2 separate regions of the Gossypium hirsutum genome follow, and region 1 is linked to region 2. The links are chromatin contacts, called in public Hi-C maps. All regions are on one chromosome and are shown on one strand. The core of a region is the stretch at or near the end of the contact, and the rest is flanking DNA. Distances in the headings are between cores, read along the strand shown.

Evidence for each region. A called contact is a pair of places that touch in the nucleus more often than the background predicts.
Region 1: a contact with region 2 is called in a Hi-C map of leaf, with 2.4 times the contacts expected there. The contact joins the promoter of LOC107908928 here to the promoter of LOC107908935 in region 2. A contact is called at or near these places in 8 of 34 Hi-C or Micro-C datasets (callus, leaf and seedling).

Annotation. Positions count from the first base shown.
Region 1 is chrD02:68,610,350-68,617,304 of Gossypium_hirsutum_v2.1, reverse strand. It overlaps LOC107908928 (guanosine nucleotide diphosphate dissociation inhibitor At5g09550), which reads right to left and starts at 5,024. Exons shown (of 13, transcript XM_016836229.2): 1 at 4,745-5,024; 2 at 4,453-4,515; 3 at 4,266-4,349; 4 at 4,027-4,134; 5 at 3,736-3,908; 6 at 3,035-3,146; 7 at 2,827-2,907; 8 at 2,682-2,744; 9 at 2,228-2,329; 10 at 2,010-2,134; 11 at 1,237-1,447; 12 at 1,002-1,076; 13 at 668-922. The coding sequence starts at 4,831. The coding sequence ends at 686. It also overlaps a transcript of LOC107908929 not described here.
Region 2 is chrD02:68,448,742-68,455,195 of Gossypium_hirsutum_v2.1, reverse strand. It overlaps LOC107908935 (peptidyl-prolyl cis-trans isomerase FKBP12), which reads left to right and starts at 4,882. Exons shown (of 5, transcript XM_016836244.2): 1 at 4,882-5,325; 2 at 5,530-5,563; 3 at 5,681-5,742; 4 at 6,453-6,454. The coding sequence starts at 5,238. LOC107908934 reads left to right here and starts at 247. Exons shown (of 2, transcript XM_041088365.1): 1 at 247-1,370; 2 at 1,473-1,515. The coding sequence starts at 247. The coding sequence ends at 1,515.

The sequences.
Region 1 (6,955 bases), core at 3,775-6,274, 160 kb before region 2:
TTTCGTTGAAATAAAAATTTAATTAATTTTTTATTTTTGAAAAATCCCCAAACTTCTTCAAAAATTGCTCAAATCTTATTTACAATAATTTTGATGATATGTTTCAACATTCAAAAAAGATGGCTTGATAGGATTTTACTAATCTACATTAATTTGATTTAGATAGGGTTATAATTTTAAATATATACTATGTGATTTAAAAAATATAAAAAAATGTATTTGTAAAAAAATATTAAATGAGATTTTAGTTACCATGATAAATTTGAAACTTCAAAGATGATGGTATCTTACAAATTAATTTACGTGTGGATTTAAATTAATTTTTTTTACAAATTTTAAATAAAAACATAAAAGACAAAATGTTACTTTGAAAAACAAATTTTAAATGTTAATTTAATTAAGGAATTAAATATAATATATGATCACACGATAAAAGAAAAATCATGAATACAACATAGATATATGAATGCACATAATTTATATAAATATGTAAAATCAAAATATACATACACACTTGATGAGATATTGACTTAATAGCACAAAGAAAGCCTTGAAAACTCTGAGACCAAATATTCAAATTCCACTATCTGTTAAATTTATTTTAGTGAGTTTGGTTAGTTGTTTTTAATTTTAACTAATAAAATTATAAAATTCCAAAGAATCAGAATTGTGTCAAAAACACATGTTACCCAATCCAATCATTATTTCGGAGTACATTACATATAACACCTACAATGAATGTAATATAGAAATGTAATTTGAGTTTAAGATTTTTATCTAAAAGATTTGCTGAAAAACATGAAGAAACAATCGAACTCTCCTCTACTAATGGTTGTTTTTTTGCATGAAAGCAACAGGTTTCAAGAACTTCATTCTTCAGATGCAGCACTGCAGCACTCAGGTCCACTGATAAATCAAGAACCTATACAACAATGAAATATCATAATACGTGAACCAGCCATATATATATGTGTGTAACATTTGAACATCAACCGTATTACCTTTCCAGTAATCTTAGTGTACATCTCGATCACATCATTCACTGTGGTTTCAAAGTGCGTTGTTGGATCATAACTCTGCAACAATTTTTTCAAACTTGAATCAATAAGATTGGGGAAGTCAGTTTGCATGTCATATAAGGTAACCATTGGGAAAAGTTGGTTTGGGTACTTTTCATTTAGTTGTTTCTCCACAGAATATGCAATGTAATATATATATATATAGAAGGCTTCTTACAGCAGATATGAAGCAGCTGTCGGCTGCATGGTCATTGGTGGGAACATATCTGTCGTAGGTGTCGTAGAGTATCTCTTCCACAGGTCCCAGAAGGTCAACACCAGGTTTCAGCTCTACCTCAGGGTTGTCTGTCTCTGCTTCTGCTGAAACGAAAGCAATGTACTTTCCCTTGGGAGCTACATTATGAGCATAGGAGCAACAAAAGAGGTACCTACAGAACCAAAAATAAAACCTTGGAAGTTATTGGAGATCGTGGACTTATAACACTTCTGTTTGTTTGTTGGCCAGGCTATGGTACGAGTGTCAATTAAGGATATGTTTAATATTTTTTTCCAAATTTTTTCAAATGTTAAAGAGGGTTATATTCTTATATCCATGCTCAAATATGCCTTGATTCGATCTAGAGTAACATAATGTTGAACTTAATGGAATTATGACACAATTAATACAGGGTTTTCCTGTCCTGAGTGATCCTATTACCAGAAGAGCATTACCTTCAACTGAAACACATAAAACAACTCACCAACATTTCAAATTATGTTTTGCCTTCTCCATTAGTCATCAGGAATCCAATAAGACTTCAATAAACTAGCAAACATATCTATTCATTGCATAAGCCTTCTAAAATCAACAAAATGACTCAGTGGTGAAGCTAAAACCGCAACTACATGAACACTATTCAAACTAAATCATCGCATTTGCATCACTGTTTCCATTTTAGCCACTCAAAGGAAGAGATTAAGAAATTAAAGTTGAGAAAGTTAACTGCATACATGTCTGATTTACGGCCAAGTTGCTTCTGAGGCAGAATAACCTGAGCCGAGTGAGAATTGTTGGTATCAGGAATAGGGTGACTCATTATGCATATAGCACGGGCAACTTTTCCAACCTTCTTAACCTGTTGCATCAAAAAACAAATGACAGAACAAGTAGATATAATTAATCTTTGAGGAAAAAATGAGAGAGAGGCAAGGTTTCTTTGAAGGGTGACCTTATCAGGCAAGTAAGATGGATCACAAACAACTTTCTTGCACTTAGCAGTTTCTCCTTCTGAAGTCACACCGGTAGCTTTCCCATCAGCATCAAATTCTACCTGCAATCCAATGATACATTCTTTTGGGACATCTATGCTAATCACCATATAGGCTCACTCATATGGGTGCCCAACGAGAACCCAAACTTTAGTTCAGTTTGTACATGTGGTCACTAACAATTTTGGAATTCAAATCTCAAAATCTGCAACCTCTTTTCCCTACTCCCAGACTGAGGCATTTTTTGCATCAAAAGAAGGATGAACCATAGAGACATGGTGTTGCTTGACAAAATATGAGCATCTAAACAACTAAAGGACTCAATGGCAAGTATTCTCAAGCACTGACCAAGCTGACCACTAATGACTAATTGTTTGCTTGTACTATAACATTTTGGTTTTCAAAATATGTTACCTTATATTCTGGCTTGTGGAGCATGTAAGTACCACCATAAACTGCACTTAAACGTGCAAATGCCTGCCAAAGAGAGCAATAACAAGTCAAGAAGTAAAAAGTATTTTCTTTTAAACTTGGAGCTAAACTACAGATAAAGACACACCTGAGGCAATTCTCCTAGTCCATATAGTGGATAGATATAAGGAGAACCTCCTTGAAACCGTGCCAAAGACTCTGCATAAAGCTTCACGAAACAAATGCAGAAAATACACTGAATATGATGCTAAAAGGGAAATGTATGGCCGTACACTGAAGTATCAACCATTGGCTGTAGAACAAAGGTGAAAATACGATACAAAAGAAACTTTTACCTTCATTCTCTTAATAAAACCCAAAGCTGGTTGATCCAAGTAGCTATCGTTACTGTGGAGTGCCAAGGCATGACCAATGAAGTCAATTGTATCATCTTCAAGTCCATACTTTCTACATTGCAAAAGTTTGCACGCATCAAGACCAGTAAACTGTAACTAATACTAGCTAATGATCATGAGCCGTGATGATCCTTCAAATATGTCACATCTTCACCCTAGAGTTTTGCTACACCGACTTGTCATTTTCCTTGAAGTAATTATGTCCAACATTTACTCAGACATGCACATGAAGAAATGATCCTCCAAGGACTCTCTAGATGCATAGAAAAACTAAGAATATTCAACATACTCATGTAGGTCCTACATATACATGTATCCAACACACACTTGAGTATGAGTAACTAACATTGGAGAGCAAATACCCCTTCTCAAAAGGGAAAATGAAACTCCTAACCACAGATTCTCTAAAAACAAATGATAAAAAACCAAGGGTCATGAAAATAAAAAATCATAAGTATTTTTTCTTTGTGTAAAAGAAAATTTGGTAAATCCAGTAACATTTCAGAACTTAGAAGAAAATTTAATCTAAAAATCTATAACCATTGCATATATATATTGTTATTAATTTCCTAGTCAATGGTAAGTGTTAGTGCAGTACTAGTGCAAACTTTTATAGAGAGAAACAAGGATGAGATACACACGAGATAAGTTCTCTCGCTGTTACTTTATTCAGGTCGAGTCCTTCATGAGATTTTGGATCATTGTCATCATAGTCTTGGACATAAATGAAGAACTTTCTGGCTCGGCGCTTCTCAAACAACCCCATCAATGGCGATTTCAATGCTTCAACATCAGTCGCTGGAACTTTGTGGACCTACAAGTTATGATAATTGCTTCAAGTTGTTGTTGACAATAGAACAATGTTTACACTAATCTTCAGAAACAAATCATACCCTCCCCCCCTCCCCCAAAAAAACCTACAATACTCTTACTTTTTTCTTATTGTACACATAACTCCCATCCACAGCCTTGAAATTAAGATACTTGGTAACATCTGTGTGAATCAATATACGAACCAGACTGCCATTGGCCATCATGAACTGTTAAAGCAATCAATTAAGCATATTCATTATAAAACATATATGAAGAGTAACATAAACCATGCATCCAAGTACTGAAAGAACTACAAAATAAAAAAAATAAAAAAAAACCATAGCTGAAATAGACATGCCTTGGGCATCATATCAACATTATATTCTCTGCTTGCCCCCAGCTTTTCTGGAGGCTTTTCATCTCCCCTGAAATGTTTCCAAAGCTATGCAATAGCAGAAAAAGAAAGACAATATTCAGAAAATAGCCAAGGAATAAATGAAAAAAAAGAAAAAAAAAAAGGTTTCCACTAATCGAAGAACAATGACCTGCACAAGATTAAGAGAAGTCGATTCTCCACCATAATAGTCATTCCTATCCATGTGCAATACCTGTTTTGATATATAGAGATATATTCAGATAATATCTTAACGAACACATTTTCTTTATAATCTTTACCAATACCCAGAAACAAAATCCCACATTCAATATGAATGCCTATATAGAAACTGAAGAACTGAGCCAAGAAAAAGAAAGCCCAGATTCCAGATTTTCTTTTGAATCAAGAGAAATAAATAGAAATGAAATGAAGAAAGAAGAGTGTGACGAAATTAAATGTACTTTGAGTCCATCAACGGAGAGAAGACCACTGAGAATGCATTCCTTAAGGCCGGTCCCTAGGACTATCACATCGTACTCTTCATCCATGGCTGAATATCTTGATCACAAATCTTTCTTCTTTTCAATTATGTGTTCTTTTTTGCTTTTGCTGTGAGTATGAGTGAGAGGGAAAATTAGGGTTTTTCTTCGTTTGTTTGCTTGCGTAGAGTTTGGAACAGGTCTTTAGCGGGAGAAATAACGAGAGAGTAGCGCTTTCCGAGAGTATCTAAATTTACGTTATTTCATGCGCGTGGGATGCAACACGTATACCTTCACTAAAAATGTAATCATGGTTAAATTTCGCTTTTGGTCCCACTGTACTCACGATTTAATTTTTATATTTTAAATTGACATATATTTTACTATACGAATAATTAGTTCAAATAATTAACATTTTTAGTTATTATAATTAAAAGAATAATGTTAATTTTCTTTAAAATACATTTTTAACATAAAAAATCTATTTGGACTTAAGTTAGAATAAATATTTTCCTTCAAACTCCACTCTTTTCCTTTTTTTTCTTTTAGCCATTAAATGATAATGGTAAAATGAGTTTTGATCCTTTTAAATTTGGGATTTAGTTTTTATTTTTTAATTTCACATTATTTTATTCTCTATTTTTACAATGATATTAGTCTGTTCAAATGATTAACATCATTAACTATTTTGATTAGAATGATGATGTGAATTAAAAAAAAATTCAAACACAAAGAATCTATTTTTACGTGATAAGTTAAAATGAATACTTCTAAAATGAAATTCAACTTCAATAATCAAAAGTACATTAACAAAATTATGAAAATTTAAAGTATAAATTCTAAAGTTAAACATAGTACAAAACGACACGCATTTAAAGTTTTTTTTTTCTCTACGTTATAAGATAATGGTTAAATTACAATTATGATAAATCTATTTTTCTATATAAAATTTAATCTCTACTTTAATTTTTAAAATAATTCGGCACCTCAACTTTTTCAATGATAGTCTAAATACGTTATTCTAATTAAATGTTGGCTTGAATTTTAAGAATTGCTAACATCACTAAAATTCTTTGTTAATTTTTGGTCCATTATAATGTCATTTTTTCCACATAACTATCAAGTTAATATTTCTTTTAATTTTAAAATGTTTTTAATAATGTTAACCTAAATTTTTAAAATAAAAAAGTAGAGACATTAAATTCTTGAAAATAAAAATATAATAACTAAATTCCAAATATATAAAATGTACAAATACTTGAAGCATATTGTAATATTTAAACTTCCACTTCACAATTTAACCCAAAAAGTTTAACCCTTTACAAAGCTGGGCGGAAACAAAACTAATATTAATAATAATAGCATTTTTATGTTTATCAAACAACTTTTTTTAAGCCATGATAATTTTAGGGAAGAAGTAATATTTAGTCTTTAAAATTGACAATTTTATTCATTTTAACCCCTAATTTTTTATCCACATTAATATAAAAAAAACTATTCAATGAAATCTAAATTCATAGATCAAATCGGAAAATATAGGGGAAAAAATTTAAAGGCTAAATTAAAAAAAAACAAAAATCAAAAGCGAAATGTTACTCCATCCCAAAATTTTATTAAAAAAAAAACAAAATGAAACCTCCTAAAGAAAGTGAGCCAATAACCAACAGATGTTACATGCAATTATAAAAAAAAACGCATATTCAAACCATAATTTCTTATAAAACAGTTATAAAAGAAATACAAATTAACATCCCCTCACTTAACTGATAGAAAAAAAATCTCTCTACAGCAAATGCAAAATTCAAAACAGATGAGCCAATAAAATTGTTGACCACCAAACCATGAAAGTATAATAACCATCCATACCAACTTTAATCATAAAAATGAACAAAAACCTTAGAAAAGCCAGAGCTACCCAATCTCTATTCCAGCATACTTTCTTTTTTCTTAAACAATCTCACTTCTTGACAATGCCTAGAACTATCCATAACTCCTCCCCAACACATAAATAGGAGAATAATACACTTCAACGCACTGGAACCCATGTCTTCCTGCATTGGCAGCAATACCCATACTAATCGAATTAAGACTTAATCAACCATTTCGGCACACTCTTTAGACAAGCACAAAACAAATAAGGAATAAAGATGGCACTAAACCCTCCAAAGTAAACAAGTTAATTTATTTACCATG
Region 2 (6,454 bases), core at 3,633-6,132:
TCCTTTGTTGCAGAACTCGACCCTGTGTTGCTCTTTTGGGTGGTAACCACACTGCTGCTAGGTTTTGTACTCGCTAAAGCATCTTTTTTTTCTTAGCTGTGTTTAGATTTTGTCTCTGTTTTTATCATTTGTTTTTCACAAATTTGTGCGAAGGGTAAGGGTTCTTTTTCCCAGCAATCAAAAGGTACCCTTTAGCCAAACCAGGCGAAAATTAAGCTCTTTTAGCTACAGATCCGACCATTTGAAATGGAGATGGGAGGTGGTCGGTCTCGACCAAAACCCCATAGCTACAATCAGTTGCAGAGTTCAAGGATTTCGTTAAATCCAGACACTCTTTTGATTATTAAGCTACCTGATCCAAGGTTCTTACTTGTTCTGTCGCGTTCGCTGTTTTTAGCGACGGTGATTATCACTTTGCCTTGTATTAGGTCCTTCTTAAAAGGACCTTCAAGCCCAGTTTTTAATGCCATGGAGTTTCATCAAAGCTCTGGTTGTATCAGCTTGGATTACTGGAATTTGCTTTGGGGAGATTTTGTTAATGAGGGTCTTATAAAAAAAGGGCAAAAAGCTCTCATCTTGAACTCTTTCATTGAAAGCATGGATGATGTTGATGATGATGATGAAGGTTCCATGTTTATAAACAATGGTGACATTGATTTGGTGATTGAACCTGATTTTCATCGACAAAGTTCTTTACCAAATGACGAGTTTGATTTTGTTTTCGTGTCGGGTTCTATCGATTCCAAGTTTGTGGATCGTTTAGTGAAAATTGGTGGCATTGTTGCTATGCAATTAGGTGATGAAATCTCAACAGGTTATCAAAAACAATCTGATTATATAATTGTGTATCTTAAGAAATATCATTCCACCATTGTTGCAATGAAGAAGCTTGGTTCAAAGAACCATTTATTGGATTCTTCAGCTAAAAGGAAGCTTTTTCAGTTAACAACGGAAGCTAAAAAGGCAGCATTGAGTGGTTTGGAAGATGTTTTGTTTGAACCACCAAGAAAAGCATGGGCTAAATCACATTCTTACTTGAAGAAAATCAACTTTTTGCCAGATTTGTTAGGGGATTCTCTTGAAAATTACCCTCGTAGAGTGTTCATCGATGTGGGATCTTCCAACGATGATGATGATAAGAACATTGTGATGAAATGGTTTGAGGAAAACTACCCCAAAAGGAACCAAGAATTTGAGGTTTACAGCATCGAAGCAACTGCGAGCATCGACGTTTCAGATTGGTTGATGATGAATGTAAGAGAAGAAGATTACGTTGTAATGAAAGCAGAAGCTGAAGTGGTGGAGAAGATGATAGAAAGGAAAACAATTGGATTGGTGGATGAATTGTTCTTTGAGTGTAACAATCAATGGCAAGATGAAGTGAAGAAGAAGAAGAAGAAGAAGAAGATGAGGAAAAAGAAAAGGAAGAAGAATAAAAGGGCTTATTGGGAATGTGTAGCTTTGTATGGTAGGTTGAGGGATGAAGGAGTTGCAGTGCATCAATGGTGGGAATGAAAATTACCAATTAAGTCACGATTAGAAGACAGATGGTGTCTTTTCGTACTATGAAACTGCATCTACTGCTTGTGTGTGTGTGTGTGTGTGTGTGTGTGATGTTTTAGGAGGGTTTATGTGGGGGAGTTTAGATGTGATTTTTCCCCAAATAAAAACCATATTATCTCTTTAAGCAAGGTGGTTGATGTTGATTGTTGTTTTGATGTTCCTTTTCTTAATAATAAAGATGCAGTGTGGCAATAATTAATGTATTTTTCCAATAGCATATAAAAAATTGTCTTTTAAAGAAACAACAAAAATAAAATGAGAAGTAGAGGAGAGGTAAAACACCATGCGATAACTCACCTTTTACCATGTCGGTGCCGTCTCATTTCATTTTCTAAGCAATGTAAATTATTGGGGTTTTTTCTAAAATAAGTACAAGTACTATCAGCAGCTTACTCTGACAAAGGAAGGACCATCATGTGGGTAACCATTATTGATCTGATCAGGAAAATGAGATTGTATGAAATGGTTTAATGTCACACTATTTTTGGCCTTTTCAAATTGCTTTACATAGAATGAGTTTCCTTTAATTCATATTTTATTCTCTGAACTACACCTTTTTTTTTATATTTGGATCATTAATATATATTTAAATTCATTTACATGATTATATCGATAAAAAATGACACATGAAGTGGTTTTTATAACAGAGATAATAGCAGAGGCTAGTTTCAATTTGAGGATTGCTTATTCAATTAAACCTTATTATCAATAAGATTAGACTAAGTTTAATTCGGTTAAAATCGTTGTTAAGACCTGAGTTTGAACACACTTAAACATATCTATATTAGCTATTGTATTAAAAAAATAACTCTTTTTGTTTAGCCTCCACTCAATAAATTGAATCTAATATTTTCGAAAGTGAATGCTTCTATTGTTTGAAAAAAAGAACTCTCCATTCGAACTGTATCAATCCAAAACACATAAGATGGCCTTGTTCTCCATTGTGTTTGGGGTTCCAAAAGTACATTTCAACCAGAAAAAACAATGAAAAATACTTTTAGAGTGAGTGTTGTCATAAAAGTGTTTTTCATTCAAATGTAAAAGGTGAGATTTAGGTCTTTTGCCTTTTGGCTTTTGTGTTTGGAGGTAAAATTATCAAAATATCATTATTTATATTAATTATTTAAAAATTTAAATTAATTTCTAATTTATATATTATTATATTACATTATTTGTAGCACCCAAAAGATAAAGAGTTAGGTGAAACGAGTAACCAAATAATTGAATAGGCTTGATTGTTAAATTTTTTAAAAATCACTTTTCAACCACAATAATAATGGAAAATTAGGCCTCAAAATCAATCCTTGTGTAAAGACAAACTCAGTATAAATAGCATGTGATAATTTATATGAGCTACATGAGGCGAATCTTTTTGGCCCCTCCAAAATTTGAAAAATTTTGATATTTTTTTGAAATTTTTTGAAAATTTTAATTAGATCCTTCAAATTTTTTAAAATTTTTATTAATTTCATAAAAGTTTTCCATTAAATCCCCAATTTTAAAAAATTATAATTAAAAGAAATTTTACTAAACCCCTGAAATTTTTTTCGAATAATCTCATTATAGATTCTAGTTATATCTGCTCTTTTTATACAATGCCTAGAACTACTCATAGCCCCTCCCATAATCTGTAAATAGGAAGATAATACACTTTTATACACTCAAACTCACATCCTTTTACATTAACAAAAATATTCATATGAATAGACTACTAAATCCATTAAATTTAATGTCACATCCGCCACTAAACTACTCGGTTAGCTACTTGGCTTGGCGCCTAACATGACAAACATCGAAATGTACCCCTATAACTTTCCCTTGGCTTGTGTCGATATCGGAAAAAGAAAACAAAAATCCACATCATGCCTACCCAACGCCTTTAGTCACCTGCAAGGCATCATCTTCAATCATGATTTGCTGAGTATGCCCTTTTTCTTTTTCAAACTCAATACCTGCATGCAACTGCATCACTTCAATTATCATGTTTTTCTTCAACTACAAAATAATATATTAAATCCGTTTAAAATATGAATTAAGTTGATGATAGAATTTTAATATTCAAAATTTAAAAATAATTATATTCATTTTTAGTAAGGACAAAGTTAGAAAAAATTTTCAGGGATTGAAATTAAATTACAATGTTTACGATAGTAAAAATATAATTTTATTATTTTAATAGCTTATATCTTTATAATTTTTAAATGATTAAATCAATTTTTTATCATTTTTAAAGGAGCCAAAATATAATTTTACCTTTATTAAAAATTTTAAAGAACCTAAATAGAAAATTTTTTGTTCCCTTAGCTACCCTTGATTTTCAGGTTGTAATTTTTCATTTCATTTATATATTTATATAAATTATATTATATGAAAGTTAAATATATTTTACTATAACACAAATATTAAAAAATATATATTAATTGTTTATACTTAAAATTATAATTTTAAAGGTATAATGATAGTCCAAGATATATTTTTAAAATTAAAAATAATATGAACGAGTCTAAATAAAATTGAATTACTTACTTAAATAAAATATGAGACTAATATTTTAAATAGAACAAACTTGAATAATTATGTATGATATTAATAGGTTAAAGTACCTAAAAGGTCATTATATTATAGGAATTGTATCAAATTAGTCCCTCTATTAGTAAATGGATCAATTTAGTCCCTATACTATTGAGAAGAATCAAATAAGTCCAAATTGTAACAAAGTTAACATTTATTGTATAAAAGATGTTTTTTAAAAAATCAATTGCAATTTCAATCCAGACTAAAGATTTCATTTACAAATCCATAAAAAATTTAAATATATTAACTTTGTTAAACAGTAAATGATATTTTTTATACCGTAAATGTTAACTTTATTCCAATTTAGCCTTATTTGATTCTTTTTAATAGTACAGAGACTAAGACTTTAGTTTGAATGGATAGTGTGTTTACCTCCGATGAGGTTAAAAACAATGGTGGCAGTGAGATTAGTTATTGTAGCCGTGAGATTAGATACTGTAGCGGTGAGAATAGAAACAACCATGAGGTGTGTATTTGGATTCAAACGTAGCTGTAGCGATGATGTGAGAATAGAAAATGACCATTAAGGACATTAGATTAAAAATGGTATATAAATAGAAAGTTTTCTAGATTATTTTACTAAACTATTAAAAATTTGTGAATTTATAAATTCATTTAATAAAATCTTAAAATGTATCTTCCGATATTTTATTATAAATATTTTAATTAATTATATAATAAATTAAAAATATTTATTAGATAAAATGATAATTATAAATAAAAGTATAGGCATTATTGTCAACTAAGGAAGGACTCCTTCTTCACTGTAGGGCAATGCTTCAGTCAAAACTGAGGGTTTCAGTGCAGTACAAAAATTGGACTGATGATTCAAACAGATGATTGTGGTGCATTTATGCCAAAACCAAGGGTAAACGGGAGACTACTGATCACCCGTGGCCCTCTACCCATAACAAAACCCTCAATCTAATTTTAACCAAAGCATCCTATAATGGGCCTGGCCCGTTTCCAAGATACCCCCCGGTTTGCCTGCAATACTCTCGAATCTCGACTGTATTTATTGACTACCTGATAATTACCGCCGACAACAGAAAGCAAAAACCCTAAGAAAATCCAGTTAGATTGTCATTCAAACCTGAAAAATGGGAGTAGAGAAGCAAGTCATCAGGCCTGGAACCGGTCCCAAACCCACCCCCGGTCAGACCGTCACCGTTCACTGCACTGGCTACGGTTGCTATTTCTCTTTCTCTGCTTTTCTCTCTGGCTGAAAAAAAAATCTGTTTCGTTTTTTTCATTTTTGAGTCATCAATATTTTATTTAATCAAAAGGGGTTTCCCTAAAAGCCCTAATTTGATGAAAAACTGCTTGCTTTTCGGTGCTGTTTACACGATTTTTTTGTTTCTATGTTTGATGATAATATTTTGTTGGGTGCAGGGAAAAATGGAGATTTGTCTGAGAAATTCTGGAGGTGAGTAATGGTTTTCTACCAGAATGACGAATTGGGGGTTTTTTTTTCTCTTCTTTCTAACACAGCTTTGTTAATATTGAATTATTGATTATTTCTCTGTTTGTATCCATTTTTTAGCACAAAGGATCCAGGGCAGCAACCTTTCTCTTTCCAAATTGGCAAGGGCTCTGTTATAAAAGGTAAATTGTAATGGCTTGTTGCTAGGTTCCTACCTTGCTGAGTTCCATAATATTCCACAAAATTTGATGGTTTTTTTACTAAAGCAGGAAACTTTATTTTTTGGGTATTTTGATTAAAGAATGTGAATGCATTGGTTCGAGTTGTGTCATAAAGTTTGATATATCGAAATTTTCGATTTGAATGGTGGTTTATTTTCTAGTAGAACTTGTTTTTACCATTGTCTTCTATAGCACCTTGTCTTTTGTCATATCCGAGTGCATTTTTTGTTGGTGACATCAACCTCATTGGCCATTGGAAGTGATGAAATTTCATGTTCTTTCCCCATCAAGTTGTGTAGTTGATAGATGACCAACTGAATGCTTATAAATTTGTCTTAATTATGTCAATCGAGACCATAAGTTGATGATCTATATACCACTCCACTTTATAGATTGGTGAAGAGGTGATCTTATAATGTAATGGTGTAAAAGAATCTGTTATTTAGGACAAACTATAATGTGCATGTTGGTTGAACTCAATATCTATTGAGAAGGAAAAAAAGAAGAAAGAATGCTTGATGCTTTTTTGAAACTTAGGAAACAAGCATTGCTTATTTGCGGTGACTGCCTTTACTCTTTCTATTTCTTTTTTTGCACGTCTTATTGCTTATTGTGGAATACCTAGTACCTCATCTTGGGGGGAACTAAAAGTTATGTTCTACCTTTTGTAGGA